2 separate regions of the Bicyclus anynana genome follow, and region 1 is linked to region 2. The links are chromatin contacts, called in public Hi-C maps. All regions are on one chromosome and are shown on one strand. The core of a region is the stretch at or near the end of the contact, and the rest is flanking DNA. Distances in the headings are between cores, read along the strand shown.

The links. A called contact is a pair of places that touch in the nucleus more often than the background predicts.
Region 1: a Hi-C map of whole larva shows a contact between it and region 2, with 4 times the contacts expected there. The contact joins the enhancer-like site here to the promoter of LOC112055940 in region 2. A contact is called at or near these places in 2 of 2 Hi-C or Micro-C datasets (whole body and whole larva).

The regions. Positions count from the first base shown.
Region 1 is chr4:17,939,635-17,946,086 of ilBicAnyn1.1, reverse strand. No RefSeq gene overlaps it. Among protein-coding and RNA genes, the nearest start is that of LOC112055539, 19 kb to the left of the region's middle. Within about 2 kb of position 1,451, at least 8 of the 8 cell types and tissues checked have open chromatin away from gene starts, as enhancers often do.
Region 2 is chr4:17,905,911-17,911,738 of ilBicAnyn1.1, reverse strand. LOC112055940 (innexin inx2) reads left to right here and starts at 3,418. Exons shown (of 1, transcript XM_024096236.2): 1 at 3,418-5,284. The coding sequence starts at 3,515. The coding sequence ends at 4,594.

The DNA of each region.
Region 1 (6,452 bases), core at 202-2,701, 36 kb before region 2:
CACCTATAGCCTATTGCCTATAGTGTGTTTCCTGACACGTATAATTTATACATCTTCAAAGCAAGAATGAATAGGCATCTTATAGGTAAGCGCGCTCCAACTTAGACCGCATTACTGCTTCAGTAATGCGCATCAAAATCAGGATTAATTGTAGTCAAGCGCAAGCCTATATTGCATAAAAAAGACAAGATCCACTGTTCAGAGAATTTCGTATTCATCTTCAATACCTAGTTCATCATCATTATCTGCGTCAAATACAGTGCCAGACATCCCTCCTTTTAGGAGACGGGATGAAGGAGTTGTGTCATTACGCTGGTCCAAAGTTGGCGGGATTACGATGATAATGTCTTATGGTTAATCAGCTGAAAACGGTAACTTGTTTGAATGGTCCTCAAACGAAAAAATAACAACAAAACAAATAAATAACAATTTTTTTAATGATCTTGCACACAAAACATCAAAAATCGAATAATGTTCAAGAAACACATTTCGTAATGTCGTCATTCTGATGATTGCGTAACATCTCAATTGCCATACACTTACCTACCTACCAATTTACCAATCTATATCTTCATCAATAAATAATTTAAACTTGTTTGTCTGTGATATAAGAGGGAACGCCAAAATCTAGGTGAACACAGACTACAATTATTTATGCAGTTATGCAATAAATAGCTATTAAAAAATTTATTGATTGTGTTTTTTTACTGTTGGGAACAACTTTCCTCCTCTTTTTGGATCGACCATTTAATTCTTGGCGATTTATATTATTTGATTTTAATTATGTACACTTTTTTTGTTAGAGTAAATAAGTAGTATATTATTGGATAGATTTTTCACTGACTCTATCTATTTGCCTGTAAAATTTTGATAAACATTTAGAATGGATTTTCACAGACCTTAAAAATAATTCATTCCCTAAACACTTCTTCCATACTTTTATTTTAATAAATGTCTGTTACTAACAACTTTAATCACTAATTTTCAACGGAATTTATACGCAATTTTCTCTCTCCAAAACATACTTACATTTTATAAGTTCAAAATATGGATTTTGAATAAAAAGTTGCTTATCTAAGTTTCTGTATAGTTTTCCTTTTAATTTCGTTACCCCTAATATACTCGTATGCTATAATTTTTTTTCCATAAGCAACCATTTACAAAATAACACTTTCGATGCATAATTATACATAACACAGCAAACATCGTTAGCTAAAGCATAATGATCCTTATTCCATTCATAATTGCTGACAATATCCTCTAATTGACACCGACGAGGCTCCCTAACAACATATTGAGAGGATGGAATTCCATCAACAAAGAGTACACAATTAAGGGCCTTATCAGCCTTCCCACCTTTTTGCTTAACCTCGACCGTCTACACCCACGTAGAGCAGGACAGGTGGAGACTGTACCACGTTGAAAAGAGATGAAATATGGCCCGTTAGGAAAGTAGGCTCGACTACCACGTTTACGCATGAGTAGTGAGGCCCATATGTCGATAACGCTTATCCAACTGGTTATGAAATCGATAGTCTGTTGGAATTTAATCGATTGTGGTCTAAGCTCGCCTTTGAGTATCGTAAGAAGACCGTTGCGTATCGATATCCTCTGGACATGCGAAGAGGTTTCCTCATCCTACATTTATTTTAAAATTGCTTTGCTTAACCTTCATCTACACGTATCTGCCACCACCGTTCAAGCTCTATATAATTGCCAACTTGCTACCTACTCTATTTTTCAAGTGCCTATAGTTATGTCCTCATCATCTAAATTATAAGCTGTTGGACGTCCACTGCAGCCCCTACAAAGACCCTTTGTAGGTACTTCCAAACAACGCAATCCTGAGCCGCCTGCATCCAGTGAATCCCTGCGACTCGCTTGATTTCGTCAGTTCACCTAGTAGGGGGTCGACCAACAATGCGCTTTCTAGTGCGGGGTCGCCATTCCAGCACCTTGGAATAGTTATGTACACGACACTAAAGCACAAATGAGCTTTTTAAAAATTTTGTCTGTCTATCTGTATGTCTGTTTGTCCGGGCTAATGGAACAGCTGAACAGATTTTAAATGAACATTCACTGGAAGATCGAGGAGGTTATAGAGCAGCATATACTTTTTATCCCGGAAAAATCTATGGTTCCCGCGGGATTTGTGAAAAACTTCACGCGTACAAAGTAGCGAGCGTCAGCTAGTTCTATAATGTTATTCGACCGAGTCTAGCGATGGCAATGACCATAAATGGCAGACGAGTAAGCTCGCGTTCACCAAAACCATAGAATTGTAAAAGTTAGGTAACCGACCGTGACGACGAATTGCGATACGAAATAATCCTGTTTTAGCAACAAGCCGAACGTGACCGCGATGTAATAGCGACAAACCAGTCGGCAATGGTATTTTTCTACGAATAAATGGACGAATTGGTGTTTTCGTGAAGCCTTTGAATTTCAAACGATTTAGTGCAACATAGTTAATTATTATTGTATTACAGTAACTGCTTTTTACGACTTCGCTAACTAATGGTCTTCCTCTTCAAGCTAAAGACCTAGACTGGGGAGAATAAAACAAAGACTGAAGCGTGAGACATATATGTAACTTAATTATATAATTATACCTAAACTAGCAAAGTGGCCTGCATAAGGCTATTAACTAGGGTATGCACTATAGGTACAAATTGCACAAAATGAAAAGTTCCTCCTCCAAAACAGGTACATACGTAATTAATCCTTAGGGTATGCATCTATGAAGTGCACGCCACTGCTAGCAACTACTTTCATTGGTCTCCTATCTATGGACCTCGATAAATGGGCTTTTAGGCACAATATAATGTCGTTGGCAATATAACACAAAAAATTTTTTTTTAAACTCAAACCAGTCGTTTCTGAGATTAGTCATTTAACGAAACAAACAAACTCTTCATCTCTATATATAATAGCTATTACTTACGTGTATTTCATAAGTTTTCCTTAATTATCAGTCAGTAGAATTACTGAGAAATAACAATTGCTTTGTTGTTTAGGTACTGTTGAGTACACTCATTTATGACTTTCAAAATGGTTATCTACGAGTGTATCATCGATCAGTATCTTATTGGCTATTAAATGGTATTCAGTAGAATTTAATTATTCAGAATCCAATCGTAAAGGTTTACGAGGATTTATAAGTAAGTAAGTATAGTATCAAACCTTTTTCGACATAACTAGTCTAGGGAAGTGCTACTATTGCCGTGTTTCGGCCTGAAGTGCATGTTTTCAGATGCAATAACGGATCCGAGACTTGGTCGCTGACTATAGGCCTCAAAGTCACTCAGGGGGCGATAGAGTTTCTCTACGTGATCGAATCAGAAATGCGAAGATCTGAACGCAGACGAACCACTGACATAGTTAAGCGAGTCGCGAAGCTGAAGTGGCAATGGACAGGCCACATAGTTCGAAGAGCCGATGGACGTTGGGGTTCCAAGGTGCTGGAATGGCGACCCCGCAGCGGAAAGCGCTGTTGGTCGCAGCGGGTTGCAGGGAGCCGCTGGATGCTGGCGGCTCGAGACTGTTGGGTTTGGAATTTCATGCAAGAGGCCTATGTCCAGCAGTGGACGTCCATCGGCTGATAATGATGATGATGATGATAAGGCTTAACGTTTACGACTCAAGTTGATGGACATAGGTCGGAACTTTGTAAAACGTTTTCCTTGAAACCTACTGGCTCCCAAAACTACCACGGTCCAAACAACATAGCTATCTGAGTTATTTTTTTTATTATTCTGTGACAAATCAGCCCTTGACTGCGACCTCTATGTGACGATGCAATCTAAGATGGAAGCCGGCTAACTTGGAAGGAGCAGAAGACGTACAAAGCTTACCATCGGACTAGAACTGAGACAATTCAGAAAATATTAAATAACTGATCCTTCTAGGGAATCAAACCCAGGTCCTCGCTGTTGAGAATCATAGTTCTACCAACTGTACCAGAGAGGTCAGCAAAACCTCAACTTTTATAAAATGACAAAGGTCAAAAGGCTGTTTCTTTATTATTCTCTACAAGATAGACCTTGATTACAATCTCACCTGATGGTAAGTGATGATGCAGTCTCAGATGGAAGCGAGCAAAATTATAGGAGGAGGATGAAAGTCCACACTCCTTTCGGTTTCTACACATTGTACCGGAACGCTAAATCGCTTGGCGGTTATTCTGTTATTAAAATTAAAGTCTTTTAGTTATTTCTAGCAGAAATCTCTTCGGTAGTTCAAAGGTAGTAATATAATGAGGTCGAAATCTAAAACCTCTCATATTTCAATGGATGCCTTGACCCATATAGCCATTCAAACTTTATATTGTATCAGCCCGAATAGTATCAGTTGGTATGGTAGTACGCAGTAACTGCACCTAATTGAAGTCATTGAAACGTCAATTAATGTATTATCATGTACGCTCATGACGACACCGACTCAATGCCCACTTATCATTTGCTGACCATTCACACTTACAGCGATTTTTAATTTATTTACTCACTAGAAGAGTCCGCGCGGTTTCTCCCGCGTGGTTCCCGTTTACGTAGGAATACGGGGATGAAATATAGCCTATAGGCTTTTTCAAATCGGACTAGTAGTGCCTGAGATTAACGCGTTCAAACAACTCTTCAGCTTTATAATATTAGTACAGATACTCGTGAAAGCATTGCGTAAAAAAAAATAGTAACTAATTTTGCAGTTATCTTGATATGCTGATATTGTAATAGAGCATATCGCATGACAACGCTCTTGAGTGTGTTATTTAGGAAAAACTTAGTTACTCAGAGGACGATGGATAATCATAAAAAACGAGATTAAATTAGTTAAAAAGAACAGAAGAACCAAAGTCCCTCATATAGCTCAACAAAAAACTAAGTGACAATGGAGATATACGTGGTTTATAAATTTAGGTTCCAAGATGCTGAAACAGGGAAAACACTGCACCCAAAAGCGTAGTATTATTCAACAATTAGTATTAGTTGACGTCAAACAGACTACAAAGAGCAGTGCTTCGTTGCAAGCTCTTCATAAAGGCGTACAATATACAATTCCTTTGAATGGTATTACAATATAAAATCAGACAAGAAAGTTACTTGTACAGCCTAAACATACATTATAGGGTTATCAGTTATATTCTGTACTTCTCGATATACGACCGTGACACGTGCTTGTGCGTTTATTCACTCGCCCAACAAACGTTCTTAGTGTGAAGAGGCAGTATTTCGTCATACATTGTTTATCTGACATTGAAATAACTTTAGCCAAAAAGTTTGTTAGAAATTAATTAGATTTATACGAGTATACTATATGATAGGCATATATTTCGTGAATTCAGAAACGGGCCTGACACTTTTTGATCTGTTTGCTCTACCTATAGGTAGTAGGTGCCTTTCCACACAGATAATAAAATATTCTTAGGCCATTTGAGTAAAATAGAGTTGTCAATTGTCTTTTATCACATACATTACAAGTAGTTGAGCTACTCCTTCCGTAGTAGCCACTTGTAGTTAGTTCATAAACAGGACTTAATAGATGGTATTAGTAGTAGGACTACTAGATGCATATTAATAATGCCTACTCTAGCTAAGAAACCTAGTGCACACCTTTAGAGGGATGTTTCAACGCTATCATTGTTCGTTTAAGTTAGCTATCGACATACCAACTGCACAGCCCTAGTGATAGGGCGAGACTTGTGAAAAAACAAAGCAGGTTTCTACCTGCGGCCGACAGGATGAGTCACACGGACATTCATCATGCGTCTAATGGCGGACGCAGCTTCACACCAGACATTGTATTTATGTAACCGATCGACAGACACTGTACGCATCACCAACATTGGGTGGACGTCACACCAACCATTATGTAGCCGATTGGTGGACGCTGAACTGGATGCGCCACGGATGTGCTGTAAAGATAGGTCTAGGTGAGATCGCAGTTAAGAGCTAACTTGTCATTGAGTTGAAAAAAAAGGTTTATCGACACGCGAGTTTTCTATACCACAACAAACGCTTGATTCTGATCTAATTTAATGCAAAATGCAATCTAAGATAGGAGTTCTTTGTAATGATACACATATTTGTATTTGATGTTGGTATGGAAAGCGCAGAAACTCTATCAGAGACGAGTCCTGTGAAACTCGAACCTTCGAATGTGAGATCCAGTAGCAAACTTATTTTTCTCTATATAGTCAAAAAGGCAAGCGACCAAAAAAGCATGTTCTAAAAGCTTTTCTGTAGTTTGGAAACCATAAAACATAATTTGAAAGCAAGGAGGAAGGTCTTGCTTAAACAAAATCGCGAGGTCTCATTTCTTCTGCCTCTGGCCACTTTTAACATTGATGGGGTTTCAGCCTGAGTAACATTATTGACTGAAGGTATCTGATTGTAATCTACGCCCGGATGACTATAGGTCAGTCACAGATTATAAAATAGTAACCTGTACCACATCAG
Region 2 (5,828 bases), core at 2,169-4,668:
TTGTGTTATAGGTGCTAAGATAGTTGATATTATAATATTAATATACAATTATATATTATATACTACATATAAATACTTATATAATGTATAAATACATACAAACACTTTAAAACACCCATGCTCATCACACAAATATTTTCCAGTTGTGGAAATCGAACCCACGGCCGTGGATGCAGAAAGCAGGGTCACCCACTGCGCCACGCGGCCGCCTAAGTAATTTTCCTCATTATCGCCCTACTACGGCCGATAATGAGGAAAATTACTTAGGCTTGTGCTTTAAAGCCATGCCTCCGTCCTAATAGAAGAGTGGACATAAAACTTATAGAGACAGTGGTGGATTAAGTAGTGTAAGTAGTAGGCTAAGTAGGCTGGAGCCTAGGGCGGCAGATTTTAGAGGGCGGAAAATTTGGCCTATATTAATCCTACTAAAATATTAAAAACTTGCAATTTTATTGACACAATTTAAGGTATTGTATTGATTCCAACGACATTATATTGTACCTATCGATACCTATCGAATTTCAGAGTTCAGTAGGGGCTGCAAAAATTCAATAGCCTACTGACGGCAAATTTGTAAGTCCGCCACTGTATATAGACCCAACGCGCTGATAAGGGTTGGCGTGCTTAGAATGATAATGTTTAACTATTAGATACTTTCAGCTGATGTTAATTATAATAGGCTAGTTGACACTATTCCGCATTTGCCCGCATAGATGTAGGATATTGCTATAGGCGTATACCTATAGCGGGTGGGCCGGGTGGGCCGTGCCCACCCTAGAATGGACTTGTGCCCATCCTAGAATTCAGCCCTACCGATATGGAATGGGGATGGAATAGGGATGGACTAGGTTTGAATATATTGATTTTTATGATGCATTCGGGTAAACAAGGTCAATGTTAACTAATGTATACAAAAAAAGCAAAGGTTGACTGGATATTTGCAAAATAAATAAGATTATAAAATTACAAAATCTACTAAAAATATTTTATCGTGATTAGATGAAAATTCATACAGTTTTAGCTTCCTTGCATTAAATGTGACATTTTTTAATATGTAAACTATAAACATAAACGCAGAAATAACAAAGATATAAGTAATTTTGTTTAAACGCCCATACAAATCTAACGATCATTAATTGCCTACGACGTCATTAGCTCGTACCATTTTGTATGGGGCGTTTTTCAGGGATCCGCGGCAGCGCCGCAAATCTGACCCTTTAAATCCCTGTAGCTCCGAAAGTAATGATCGCAGATACCCTGTTACTTTTACAAAATTGCTTTACTATTAGCATACTCTTAATTTATATACAATTTAAAAAACTGTCATCATCACTATTCTATTATGATACTAATAATAGACTTGATGTCAGGGGCAAGGCCCACCCCAGGCCTATTTTATATAATAAATCTAGATACGCCAATGGATATTGCCTTGTCTAATAATAATCTTAGACCATAAGATAATAATGAACATTTTGTATAAACACTTAACTTCATAAATAGCTGATAATAATCATAATAGTTCTCAGTAATCTTAAATGTGAGGACTTTCGAGAAACGATGGTCTTAAGCAAATTACATCTACTTATCTTAATACCCGTACATTACCTACCTACTGTATGCTCTTATGAATATTTTTTATCCCTCGAGGCTAATCCTTGAGTAAACGTTTTTTTACCGACAGCACAAACGCAGGTTCTGTTTTTGACCTGTTTAGGTATATTACTTACGTATCTACCTACAGGGTGTTTTAAGTTTGACGTGTCTGTCTGTCTGTCTGTAGCACCATAGCTCCTGAACGGGTGAAGCGATCTCATTATTCCGTAGAGTTGTAGACTGGGCTGCCTGTACTGGCCGGACCTTCCTCATTTTATAAAAGCTGTAAGTTCATGCTTCTACCATAACTGTTGCGATTGTAGAGTATCTATGAACTGTGGTGACCTCTATTGCCCAAATATAAAATGTATCTAATACTAGCAAATGCCGCGCGGTCTCACCCGAGTGGTTCCCTCTCCCGTTGGAATACGGGGATAAAATATAGCCTATAACACTCGGGGATATTGTAGCTTCCCAGTGAAAGAATTTTTCAAATCGGTTCAGTAGTTTCAAAGCCTATTCAATGCAAACAAAGAAATCTTTCCTCTTTATAATATTAGTATAGAAGTATAAATTTCATATTTTCTACAGAATATTATGAGTTATCATATCCACAGTGGCCATACTTACTTACTCGTAGCTTCATGGTAAAATTGGCAACCCTTCGCTAAAGATCGAAGATTGATGACTGTCGACATGATTTTATCAAATTAGTATGACGAGAATTTTTTTTTAAATATTTATAGTGCTTGTCATACTATTTTATGAAAAAAAAAATTGTTTTGAATAAATTTCAGTGTTGTTTCCAGCTAGAACGTAGCCTGGGCGATTACCACCCTCTAAAACCATCACTGGTACCGCCCATTTCCTAATACATAGGTATATTCTATAGGTAGGTCGCAGACTAGGCAATGGGCCTTAGACGAAATGTGCATAGCAGTGAAAGAGCCAAGTTAATTTGATATTTCATTTTATAACAGATCTTCCTAGCATAAAGAGAGTTATTTTTATAAAAGTAGACAGGCAAAGGCAGTTAAATATTTTTAAGTGAAGTGTTCGAGTTTAAGTAGTAATAAAATCATGCTCACAACATTAATAAATCAGAAAAAAGAACCCATAATTTACAAATGAACTTCTGTTATTAAGTAATCAGCACTTGTCGGTGGCCTAGACTACTTAATTGCCATTTAGTCGAACAAAAGTTTTACGTACTTTGAACGTAACTTTGTACGTTTGAACTATTCATTGAACATTTATTTTTAAAAAGGGTACAAATATAGGTTACCACATTTCTACACCCTTTATAACGGGGAATTCGAGATAATAGTAAGCTTATCGACCCTTGCGTATAACTAAAGCCCCTGTAAATATATTATGTTAATATAACGATCAATGTTCCAAAGTATTTTTAAGATATTGGACAGCAATGAAGACTATAAGTAATAGTCGTGGAAATTGACCGTATATTTAGGAAACCAAAAATTGTAAAATTTCTACAACAATTTCTTGACCACCCGAAAATCCTCACGAACCACACTGGCATCTCATCGGCAACTCGTTAAATGATGCAATCAATAGATAAGTGCGTATTTAATTGTGCCCGCCGTCCGTAATGCCACGAGTAATTTTAATGCTTGTTTTGAGATGCGTAGCTAGCGGCGGCGGCTACCAGATGACGCCACGAATATAGGTGGAAATAGGGTCAGTGCTGTGTCGTTGATCCGAGCGAGGAGCCCCGAGCCCAAGACTGCGACTGCGTGTGCGGGGGGCGCGCCCCCTCCCCGCTGAGCGCCTCGCGAGCCCCCCGCTGCAGCCTCGCCCCACCAGCATTCCGCACTCGGCACGAGGGCGAAGCGCACGCCCGACTCCTCGATTACCGCGATCGACGCGCCGCGCGCCCGCGGCTAGTTCAACCGCCATGTTTGACGTTTTCGGCTCTGTGAAGGGCCTTCTCAAGCTCGACTCGGTGTGCATCGACAACAATGTGTTCCGTCTGCACTACAAGGCCACCGTGATCATCCTAATCGCTTTCTCGCTGCTCGTCACGTCGCGGCAGTACATCGGGGACCCCATCGACTGCATCGTCGATGAAATCCCGTATGCCGTCATGGACACCTACTGCTGGATCTACTCGACGTTCACGATTCCGAACCGACTGGTCGGGCGCGTGGGCAAGGATTTCGCACAGCCCGGCGTCGCGTCTCACGTCGATGGACAGGACGAGATGAAATATCACAAATATTACCAGTGGGTGTGTTTTGTGTTGTTCTTTCAAGCCATTCTGTTTTATGTGCCCCGTTATCTGTGGAAGACATGGGAAGGAGGACGCGTAAAAATGCTCGTGCTGGATTTGAATTGTCCGGTAGTCGGCGAGGATTGCAAAGCTGATCGAAAGAAATTGCTAGTCGACTATTTTTTTACGAACTTACACACACAAAATTTTTACGCCTTCCGCTTCTTTATTTGTGAAGTATTGAATTTTATAAATGTGGTAGGACAAATATACTTTATGGACTTTTTCTTGGACGGAGAGTTCTCGACGTACGGCCGAGATGTCGTACGCTTTACGGAGATGGAACCTGAAGAGAGAGAGGACCCGATGGCGCGAGTGTTTCCTAAAGTGACGAAATGCACCTTCCACAAATACGGTCCATCGGGAACCGTGCAGAAGTTCGACGGGTTGTGCGTCCTGCCGCTGAACATCGTCAACGAAAAGATCTACGTGTTCCTGTGGTTCTGGTTCATCATCTTGTCGATTCTCAGCGGCATCTCGTTGATCTACCGCGCGGCCGTGGTGGCGGGCCCGCGGGTGCGCCTGTACCTGCTGCGGGCGCGCAGCCGGCTCGCCCCGCAGGAGCAAGTCGAGACCGTCGCTCGCAAGCTGCAGATAGGAGACTGGTTCGTGCTGTACCAGCTCGGCAAGAACATCGACCCGCTGATCTACAAGGAGCTGATGGGCGACCTGGCGAAGAAGTTCGAAGGCAAGGACACAGTGTAGCCGCGTCGCGGCAGTGCGGAGACGTGCTCGCGGCGGGCTACCTGCCCGTCCGCACAAAGAGCGCCGGGAGCGGCCGCGCGCCGACATTCCATTACCCACAGCCGACGCGGGGAACGACCTCCGTCGGACCAGTCATTGTATTCCAGAACCGCTTTAACTCTTTTATATTACTGATATGAAACTATGTTAGTTGGTACCTTCTCCCGGGCGACTTCGACTGATGCGTGCCGACGTGCGCGTGCATTTAGACTAAATTTTTTAGAGCATGTTTACGTTAGTCGTAGATGAAATAGACAGATCTCGTGCCTTCGTTTTGTATTTTGTATTATTGTTTGTGTGCGAGTGAACAGCGTTGAAGGGACGTCTCATTGTGATATGTAATTATTATTATATCTAAATTAAGTGTTTATCGTGTACGAGATTGATCGAGTGAGCGACGGCTGGCTTATTTCTAAGTTTTAGATAGTTATCTAATGATATCTGTGTTATCGAATGTTATACTCGATACGATATTGTATAAAGCAATAATGAACTATTAGTGTTAAGAGATCAGTTATAGAACTTTGTTATCGATGATACTGTAATTTTTTACTAAGTTATCGATACACTTGTCTATACATTTTATACTGACGAAAACGAGTCGATTAAGATAATGGTTGATATTTTCTGAATATATTTACTGCCACATATTTTTTCTGTTTTATTCATGGTTATCTTTGTTCACTAAAAACAAAAGTAGTCCAAACTCCAAACTAATTGCTAAATCAACACAAAGCATTTCATTACTAACAGAAAACCACTGAATCACCAACGTTTGGTCTTTTGCAACCACCAGCGCCATCTGTTATGATTTATCGAACAAGTTGTAGATCATGAGTTAATCTTATTAAGTTGATCAAGATGAACTACACGATACGATAGATGGCACTATAAGCACTAATCCATAAAATGATATTTTTTTCATAATCATATTAATAAATACTTAATCCTGATTTATCAAAATTACCAAGATAGAATCGGAAAATAATAAACAAGTAGAAACAACCCAAATAATAAGATCTGTAAGTTTTTATATAATCATTTCAACTTTCTGATTACTTAACTGATAAAATTATTTTTGTTCATTATTTTGGGAAACTTGGCTTACATTTTTACTTTCTACAATAAAATTTAAAAACGTCAAGTAGGTAGTTAAGAAGTAAGTAGATTACGTTGTTCACAGTTTTTTATTAAA